Regions from separate parts of the Mustela erminea genome. Here region 1 is linked to region 2. Evidence: chromatin contacts called from public Hi-C data. All regions are on one chromosome and are shown on one strand. Each heading gives the region's core, a stretch centred on a gene start, on an enhancer-like site or on the middle of the called end of the contact. The rest is flanking DNA. Distances are from core to core; before and after follow the strand shown.

Region 1 (5,020 bases), core at 696-3,195, 96 kb after region 2:
AACTGAGTCATTCAGGAGCCCATTATCTTAGTATTTCTTTTTTTTTTTTCATTTCCAAGATTTTATTTATTTATATGACAGAGACACAGTGAGAGAGGGAACACAAGCAGGGGAAGTGGGAGGGGGAGAAGCAGACTCCCTGCCGAGCAGGGAGCCCGATTAGGAGCTCGACCCTGGGATCACGACCTGAGCTAAAGGCAGATGCTTAAAGACTGAGCCACCCAGGTGCCCCTGTCTTAGTATTTCTAACTTAAAATTTCTCGGGTTTTTTGGTGGGGGGTTAGTAGAAGAGGAGAGAAAAGAAAGAGAAAAGAAGAGAAAACTTTTATCTTTTTAGGTTGGTTTATTTCCTCCAAGGGCTAGATATTAGGAATTATGTAACTCATTCATTCCATTGGTGATTGTTGATAACTACTATGTTGGAGGCTCTGCACACTACACGTAAGATAGAGTCTCTGCTTTTGTTGAGTTGGCCTGCCTAGTTGGAGAGACACATCCATGGATAGGAGAACTATAACAGGATGTAGTGTTTATAGAGCTATTGTATTATTTGGGAATATTTGAGAAGACTTAGGTTAATGTTTGTAGCCCAGTCTGGGAGAGGGAGAGGAAAGGCTTCCTGGAAGAAGTAACATGATGAGGCAGGTGAGGGAGGGCATTCCTTCAGCCTTACGCCTTGGAGAGATAACTATCATGATATGTGTGGGGCTATACAAGGCTTAGGTTTATTGGGGTATGGTTGTTGAGTTGGGAATGTTGGGATACAGGGGTGGGATAGATATGCAAGAGCCAGATCCTGGAGGGTATTGCATGCCTTGTTAAGAATCCTCTGAGGGGGGTGCCTGGGTGGCTCAGTGGGTTAAGCCTCTGCCTTTGGCTCAGGTCCTGGTCCCAGGTCCTAGGATTGAGCCCTGCGTCTGGCTCTCTGCTCAGCAGGGAGTCTGTTTCCTCCTCTTTCTCTTTGCCTGCCTCTCTGCCTGTTTGTGATCTGTGTTTGTCAAATAAATAAAATCTTAAAAAATCCTGTGAGGGTCTTAGGTCTAAGAGCAACTTTTCCAGATTTCTGTGTTAGGTATGATTCTTCTTGCAGTTGTGAGGAGGATGGGTTTGGGTTGGGGTAGAAAATCAGGTTTGGGGTTTGGAGGTTCTGAATTACCAATGACAGTGATGACAACAGTGAGGGGACAGGAGCAGATCTGATAAGTAGTTAGCAGGTAAAGTCAGCAGAGCCTCATTTTGGTGGAATGCCAGAGGGAAAGGAAAGTAACAGTTTTGGGCGTGGCTGACTAGGTAGATATTGACACTACCAACTGGAAGAGTACAGGAAGAAGAGCAGGTTTAGGAGGGAAGATAAATAGATTTAGTTGAGGATGTAACAAGTTTGAGGTTCCTGGGAACATCCAGATGGAGGTGTTTGGCAGGCATTTATTATATCCTTTTTCTTCTGTTCCAAGGTATATATGTTTGTGTGTGTGTGTTTCCCACCTTAAATTGATAGTCTTTTAGATTTGCTGAAAAATAATTTGGACTTCAAGTTTTTGAGGGAGAAATGAGGTGAGAAAGAGCAGTGAGGGGTAATTGGGGTAATTTCAAGGCTCCTATAGGATGTCCAAATGGAGATATTTTGCAATCTGAAGCTTGGAAGAGATGTCTAGGTGGAAGATGTAGATTTAGGAGTCTGTCGAAGGTGGTGGTTTAAAGTTCAAGAGTAAGCAAGATTGTCTAGGTCAGGTGTAAGGAAAGAAGAGCAGAGGGATGAATTTGGAACCATAGGAAACACTGAGCAGCAGTGTGGCCAGACTGGGAGAGTGCCAGCTCATTAGAGCCAAGGATGTCAGGAATTGAGGCAGGCATTTAAGGGTGTCAGTTGCCTAAGAGTGTTTTAGTTAGATAAGGCCTGAAAAGAATCCATTGGATTTGGCGGTCAGGACGTCATTGGTGACCTTAGCAAGAGCTGTTTCAGAAATAGTGGGGAGAGAAGCCAGATTGAGGCTTTATGGGAAGTAAGGGAGTGGAGACTTCAAGGACCGGCAACTTGCCAGAGCTGGAGTAAAAGGAAGAAGGACATAATACGCCACCTAGAGGGAGATCTAAGCCAAGGCACTATTTTTGAATGGGATTGGCTTGAGGATGTTCCCATTAGGGAGCCAGGGGTCAGTTCAGGGTACAGCAGACCCGTGTGGTAAGTAATGGAGCAGTGTTCCCAAGAGTTGAATGTGGGGGTACAGTAAAGGACAGGCAGAGGGAAATATCCTCTGAACCTAAAAGAAAAGAGGTCTGGACAGATGTGAATATAAAGTTGAGTGGGAAATTACAATCTTGAATTTCTCAGTTTTGCCTGGGTTGGACTTGAGCATGGCGGTGAGGGAATAATAGGATTGTTGAAGAAACTGTGCCACAGGTGGGTGTCAGGAAAATGAGGACAACTCTTGAGTGTGAGTTCTTCCCAGAAACACTTAGCTACTCAGTGACAGGATGGACAAAGTCCATCATATCATGGCAGTGAGGTGATTCAGGATTGGGGGTTGCCAGAGGATTGTTGTGGAGTGGTAAGGGATTGGATGCAGGGAAATCCAGAGTGCTGGCTTCTTTTGGGATCCTGGATTTGTTTGGATGGGCATGGTGGGTAGGAAGAGACTAGACGAGGCCAGAGGTCTTGGGAGAAAGTGTAGGGGTCAAAGGAGTAGATAGATATGTTAGAGGTGAGAACCTGAGAGCTCAGAGCCTGTGAGGTCATAGGTTAGGGAAACAGTTTAGAAGCAGTTAGAAGGACAGGTTCTGGAGTCCAGTCAGGTTCAGATCATAGCTCTGTCATAACTAGTTGGGATTTTGGGCATGTCACCCACTTTGGGCCTTAGTTCTTTTCATAAAGTGGGGATACTGATGATGACGTGCCTGGCTGGCTCAGTTGGAAGAACATGCAACTCTTGGTCTCAGGATTGTGAATTTGAGCCCCAACTTGGGTTACAGATTACTTAAACTTTTTTTTTTAAATGGGGAGGGGTGCCTGGGTGGCTCAGGTGGTTGAGTATCTGCCTTTAGCTCAGGTCATGATCTCCAGGTTTTGGGATAGAGCCCCGCGTCAGGCTCCCAGCTCAGTGGGGAGTCTGCTTTTCCTTCTCCCTCTGCTTGTGGTCTATCTGTCTGTCTCTCTGTCGTGAATAAGGTCTTTTTAAAAAAATGGGGGGGTGGGGATGCTGAGGGGCAGCTAGGTGGCTCAGTTAAGCTTCTGACTCTTGATTTCGGCTCAGGTCATGATCTCAGGGTTGTGAGATCGAGCCAGGGCTCCCATCTCAGTGGGGAGTCGACTGCTTCTCTCTCTCCCCCCACCTCAGATATTTTTTTAAAATGGGGATACGGGGTGTCTGGGTGCCTCATTGGCACCTTGCCTTCGGCTCAGGTCATGATCTCAGGGTCCTGGGATTGAGCCCCGCAAGCAGGGGAGCCTGCTTCCCCTCCGCCTCTGCCTCTCTGCCTACTTGTGACTTCTCTCCCTGTCAAATAAATAAATAAATAATCTTTTAAGAAATGGGAATTCTGAACGTGTTACCTAGTTCAGGGGGCTTTTGTGAAAATTAATATAGTACGTTATATTTAATAAATTACTTAATAAAGGTTTGCCATCATTAATTGGAGGAATCAGGGATTATGATCAGATAATAGAATATAGGGATTTATTTCCTGAGGCAAAGTACTTGGAATAAAATTTCTTGGTCTTCTAGTCTTGATAGAGGGAAATATCCAGTAGGGTAAGAGGTGGCTGAATCTTAAGCTCCTCTAAAATGTCCTTCCTCCTTGGATGCTTGCAATCATCGCTGCCGCTACCACTTTAGATCCTTTCGTCATTCTTGCTTTAGGTATATGTAGCACACTAGCTAGAGCTTGGAGACAGGACTGTTCCCTTCGGTCCTAGCTATAAAATAAGGCTGGGACATTTAAGCAGGTTTTGGTGAGGTCCAGGAATAATAGAAGAAAAGCAGAAATGGACTTGGATAGTCTGATTTACGAGGTGCAGTCTGCTTAGCTTCCGTTTGGGAAGGGCCTTGTGGCTACCTTCCTGCTTGGTTTCCTGCCTCCCTACTCTGCTTCCTTCACCAGGGAATCCCTTTCTGCATGTCCAGATGACTTGGAAGTCTAAAGCCAGAGGGACAAGGGTGCCTGGGTGGGGCACCTGGGCAGCTCAGTCTCTTAGGCATCTGCCTTTGGCTCAGGTCATGATCTGGTCCTGGGGTCAAGCCCCACATCAGGCTCTGTGCTGGGTGGGGAGCCTGCTTCTCCCTCCCAGCCCCCCACTCATGCTCTTTCTTACTTTCTCTTAAAAAAAAAAAAAAAAATATATATATATATATATATATGTATTATGTATGTTTTAATTTTACTTATTTACTCAATAGAGAGATCACAAGCAGGCAAAGAGGCAGGCAGAGAGAGAGGGGGACGCAGCCTCCCTGCTGAGCAGAGTGATGCGGGGCTTGATCCCACGACCCTGAGATCATGAGGCTTAACCCACTGAGCCACCCACGTGCCCCTAAATATATTGTTTTTATAAAATTTTATTTTATTTGAGAGTGTGGGGGTGGGGGGCAAGCAGAGGGAGAGGGAGAAGCAGGCTCCCTGCAGAGCAGGGAACCCAGTGAGGGGCTTGATCCCATGACCCTGGGATCATGACCTGCACCGAAGGCAGATGCTTAACTGACTGAGCCATCCAGGCATCCTCTCTCTAAATAATGATTAAAAAAAAAAAATCTTTAAAAAATGAAAAAAATAGGGGTGCCTCGGTGGTTCAGTGGGTTAAGCCTCTGCCTTCGTCTCGGGTCATGATGTCCGGGTCCAGAGATCGAGCCCCGCATCGGGCTCTCTGCTTGACGGGGAGCCTGCTTTCCCCCTCTCTCTGCCTGCTTGTGATCTCTGTCTGTCAAATAAATAAGATCTTTAAAAAAAAAAATGAAAAAATAAGTTAGACCTACTTCAAGAGAACATCTGTGCCTGGCAGTAGATGTATTTGTGTTCCTTTGGGGGT
Region 2 (4,484 bases), core at 1,961-4,460:
AGAGAGAGCATGAGAGGGGAGAGGGCAGAGGGAGAGCAAGGCACCTGATGCGGGACTCGATCCTGGGACTCCAGGATCATGACCTGAGCTGAAGACAGTTGCTTAACCAACTGAGCCACCCAGATGCCCATCCATTTTTTTTTTTTTAAAGATTTATGTATATATTGGAGAGAGGGAGAGAGGGAGCACATGAGGGGAGAGGCAGAGGCAGAGGGAGAGGGAGAGCAGACTCCACTGAGAGTGGAGCCCAACACAAGGCCTGATCTCACAACCCTGAGATCATGACCTGAGCCAAAATCTAGAGTCAGACACTTAATTGACTGGGACCCCCAGGTGCCCCTTGAATCCATTTTATTTTTTTTTTTTTAAGATTTTATTTATTTACTTGACAGAGATCACAAGCAGGCAGAGAGGCAGGTAGAGAGAGAGGGAGAAGCAGGCTCCCCGCTGAGCAGAGAACCTGATGCGGGGCTCGATCCCAGGACCCCGAGATCACGACCCGAGCTGAAGGCAGAGGCTTAAACCACTGAGCCACCCAGGCACCCCCTTGAATCCATTTTAAATCCACTAAGGGATATTATCAGTGTACCCTTTTAGTAAAATAAAGAATCACTCCCTCTCTGTTTTGGTTTTTGTTTTATACACGAAATGTCACATATTAAATTTAGTTGATAAGGTACATATATATTCTCACTTTCCATTATCTCTGCTAACAGATGACTAATGCAAAATATTGGATAATTTTTTTAAGTCAATACTTAATTTTTAGAAATAATTAGAGACTCAACTCTGACATATATATTCACCCCACTCAGTTCTTAGGCCTACTTATGTTAGAGAATCATCTATAAATAATTCACGAAGCTGACATTACTCACTGTATTGTGATAATTTTTTTCTGGGAAAATTTTAGCAACTGTTCAATACAGCTTGCCAGTTATCAGTAGTTGGGAATGCAAGTCAACTTTTAATTATGCAGAGGCTGATTATTCAGACTACAAACTGTTCGTGCCCTGTACTGCTCCTTCCTGCTGCCTACCTTTTAGCATTTTCACTGCTCATTAGTACATACACCAGAAGGTAGGCATTGGAGGGGGGAAGGGAGGGTAAACTAAAATCTGCCGAATACTTAAGAGCAGCTCTGATGAGAGATTTCAATACAATTTGTGGGACTGTTGACTCCAATTGAGTCATTTGGATTCCCTGTGAATTTTATTGACTTGTTCTGTTCTCGTCCTCCATAGCAACAGATAATAGAATGGTCTGCAGAGAGACAACATGATTCCTGTATTTAGTGTTTTCCTTTCTAGAACATTTCCACATGGTGGTTCATGATATTTTCTTTATTCATTGCATTTGTCCCTTGACTACTTCAGTTCTTCGGAGATTGGTGTGTTGAAATTCCTGGCATGCACAGTGACGGGACAATTAGCTGATGGCTTTTCAGTTATGCGGAAAACTGAAAGCTTCCCTCTGAAGTATGAGAATCATTCAGATTTCAACCAGTTCTGTTGAAAATACAGTTTCCTTGGGGCGCCAGGGTTAAAGCCTCTGCCTTCGGCTCAGGTCATGATCCCAGGGTCCTGGGATCAAGCCCTGGATGGAGCCCTGCCTGCATCGGGCTCTCGATGCTCAGCAGGGAGCCTGCTTCCTCCTCTCTCTCTCTGCCTGCCTCTCTGCCTGCTTGTGCTCTCTGTCTGTCAAATAAATAAATAAGTCTTTAAAAAGAAAGAAAATACAGTTTCCTCGTGCTTCCAACCAAGGCTACCGAACACAACTTCAAGCCTTTCTGGATGCCCAAGGTTATCTGTCTTGTGCATCCGTCTCCCTGAGATGGGTAGGTATGGCTATTACAAAACCCACTCAGATAGGCCATCAGTCTAGGAACCTCTGGTTAAGAAAGTGTCACAGTGTAAAGCTTGAGTGGTACTAGTGTTTTTGTTTGCCCTGAGGCTGTTATTCTTATGTAAGTTTTCTGCCTCCCTCTCCTGTCTGTCTTCCTGTCTCCTGCCATTGTCAGAAAACCTGCCTCTTATTAGTTCTGTTTCTCGACTGCTCTGGGCTGAGGAACTGAATAACCAAGCCATTTAAAACCGTGGCTAAAATAAGAGCAAATAGGACTGCATGAGAGGATACAGACCTCCTCATCTGTAAATCTAAATGTGGGAGCTTTGGTGCAGAAATAGCCTCACTGCTTGAAGGCCTTTTCCTTCCTTCCCAATTTTCAATCATGTCGTTAAATTGCTGTTTAATTGTGTTTCTAAGAAGAGATTGTTTGGGACATGAGACTCTCTTGAGTAGGGCCCTTCCACAGAGGTTTTAGGGTTTTTTTGTTTTTTTCCCCAAAGATTTTATTTATTTATTTATTTATTTATTTATTTTTTAAAGATTTTATTTATTTATCAGAGAGAGAGAGCACAGGCAGACAGAATGGCAGGCAGAGGCAGAGGGAGAAGCAGGCTCCCCGCTGAGCAAGGAGCCCGATGTGGGACTGGATCCCAGAACGCTGGGATCATGACCTGAGCCGAAGGCAGCTGCTTAACCAACTGAGCCACCCAGGCGTCCCTATTTATTTATTTTTGAGAGAGAGAGACAAAGTATGAACACTTGGGGAGGGGCAGAGGTTGAGGGAGAAGCAGGCTCCTCGCTGAGCAGGGAGACTGATGTGGGGCTCGATCCCAGGACCCTGGGATCATGACCTGAGCCCAAGACAGACACTTAACCAACTGAGTCCCCCAGGTGCCCCCAGAGAGGTTTTTTTCAATGACAACTGCTGCTGTCTGATTTCCCACAAAGTTGGGACAGACGGCTCAAGGAACCAGGTAAGCTTAAGAAATACGGTTTTTAAAAATATATTATAAACCTACTTAGTTTGAGAGAACAATTAGGTTACTTATTCTATTAACTAACCAAAGACCAGTTAAACAAAAGCAGCTTCAACTATAGAAGCCTTTGGGAAATAACCTCAGCAGGTACTCTCATTTCTGTGTCCTGGTGAACATTATGAAGCTGTCTATCTAGAAGGCTCCCGACTGACAGTTCCTTTATTATTATTATTATTATTATTATTTAATGCATTCTAATCTTTGGATTTTTTCTGGAATTGAGACACAGTGGTTAGGTTCCAGGATTCTGGTGGACTTTTCATGTGTTCATTTGCTTTGCTTCCTGGGGACGAGGGTTTGCTGTGAGTCATGTTCCATCTGATGTCTGTTGGATCCGGCTCCGGAGCTCTGACTCAGATGGGCTTCAGGCCCAGTGGCCCAGCTCATCTTCTGAGGGATGGACAGCGAGGCCAAGACTAATGTCCTGACACATTTTTCCTTTTTCCTGTACGCTTTGAGGATCTGAAGAGAAAAACGTCACCAACAGCAGGCAGGTCCGCCTTGCAACAGGCATCTTCCCTGTTGTCAGCCTCCTGAACCACTCCTGCAGCCCCAACACCAGCATGTCCTTCGTTAACACCGTCGCCACCGTCCGAGCATCAGAGAAGATTGCAAAAGGGCAAGAGATACTGCACTGCTATGGTGAGCCCTCCCTCCTCATCACGAGCCACCCTTCTCTGGCAGGAAAGGACAGGGCGAATGAGAACGAGCAAACCCCCAGACAGGTGAAGGCAGTACACACTGAGGCCAAAAAAAAGGGGGGGGGGGTGCTCCTGGCCTCCTTCCTTGGCCCTGTTGTGTCTAAGCTATCATGTATCTCCCTGCTTAATCCCATAAACTTCCTCGTCCAAAAAACGGGCAAAGACTAGCTTTAGGGGTTTTTTTCCCTTGCAACTTAGAAGCTTATTTCTCTATCTAGTGCCACAAATGTTTAAGTAAGGGTACTCATCGCATGATGGAGGATCGCTCCTGCTGAGCTGAAGTTTTTGTAAGTAGCGCTCGACTCTCCCTTGCCTTCAACATCGGCCAAGTGTGGTCTCTCCACAGGGCCTCACCACAGTAGGATGGCCGTCGCCGACAGGCAGCAGAAGCTGAGGGCTCAGTACTTCTTTGACTGCAGCTGCCCGGTGTGTCAGAAGGAGAAGCACAGAGCCACCGTCGGGCCCCGGTGGGAGGCATTCTGTTGTGGCCGCTGCGGAGCGCTCCTGCAGGTGAAGCTCTCTCCTCCCTTCCTCTCTCCACATTTGCTGGAGCTGGTCTGTCATCCAGCCTGGAGGCCGTACATCTTTAGGAGAAGCTGAGAGCCGCAGTGTCTTCCCCTTCAGCCCATCTTGCCCACACCTTTCCCCGGAACTACATGAGAGGCTGGCCCTCTGTGTCTTGCAGATAACAGAAAATCCCCCCTGAACCAGTCTGGGGTTGGGAAGACCCTGAGAAGTTATTTGCCCAAGTAAATCACTGAAAGGTCCCAGGACGAGGATATTTCAGCTAACGACTTTTTTTTTTTTTTTCCCACTTTCTTCTCTTATTGGGGAACACACACACGGGATAATCAGAGATCCAAGGGCTCAGATAATGCCACCAAGACCCAATTTCTCT

Evidence for each region. Hi-C and Micro-C count contacts between places; a contact is called where the count stands out from the background.
Region 1: a contact with region 2 is called in a Hi-C map of fibroblasts, with 2.4 times the contacts expected there. The contact joins two enhancer-like sites. A contact is called at or near these places in 2 of 3 Hi-C or Micro-C datasets (fibroblasts and spleen).

Annotation. Positions count from the first base shown.
Region 1 is chr18:16,779,771-16,784,790 of mMusErm1.Pri, forward strand. All of the region lies in intron 24 of PRPF8 (pre-mRNA-processing-splicing factor 8), which reads left to right. Among named protein-coding and RNA genes, the nearest start is that of PRPF8, 14 kb to the left of the region's middle. Within about 2 kb of position 1,946, the one cell type or tissue checked has open chromatin away from gene starts, as enhancers often do. A contact at or near this core is called in fibroblasts, where this site is marked.
Region 2 is chr18:16,682,046-16,686,529 of mMusErm1.Pri, forward strand. It overlaps SMYD4 (SET and MYND domain-containing protein 4), which reads left to right. Exons shown (of 11, transcript XM_032320203.1): 6 at 3,345-3,527; 7 at 3,933-4,096. Among named protein-coding and RNA genes, the nearest start is that of SERPINF1, 20 kb to the right of the region's middle. Within about 2 kb of position 3,211, the one cell type or tissue checked has open chromatin away from gene starts, as enhancers often do. A contact at or near this core is called in fibroblasts, where this site is marked.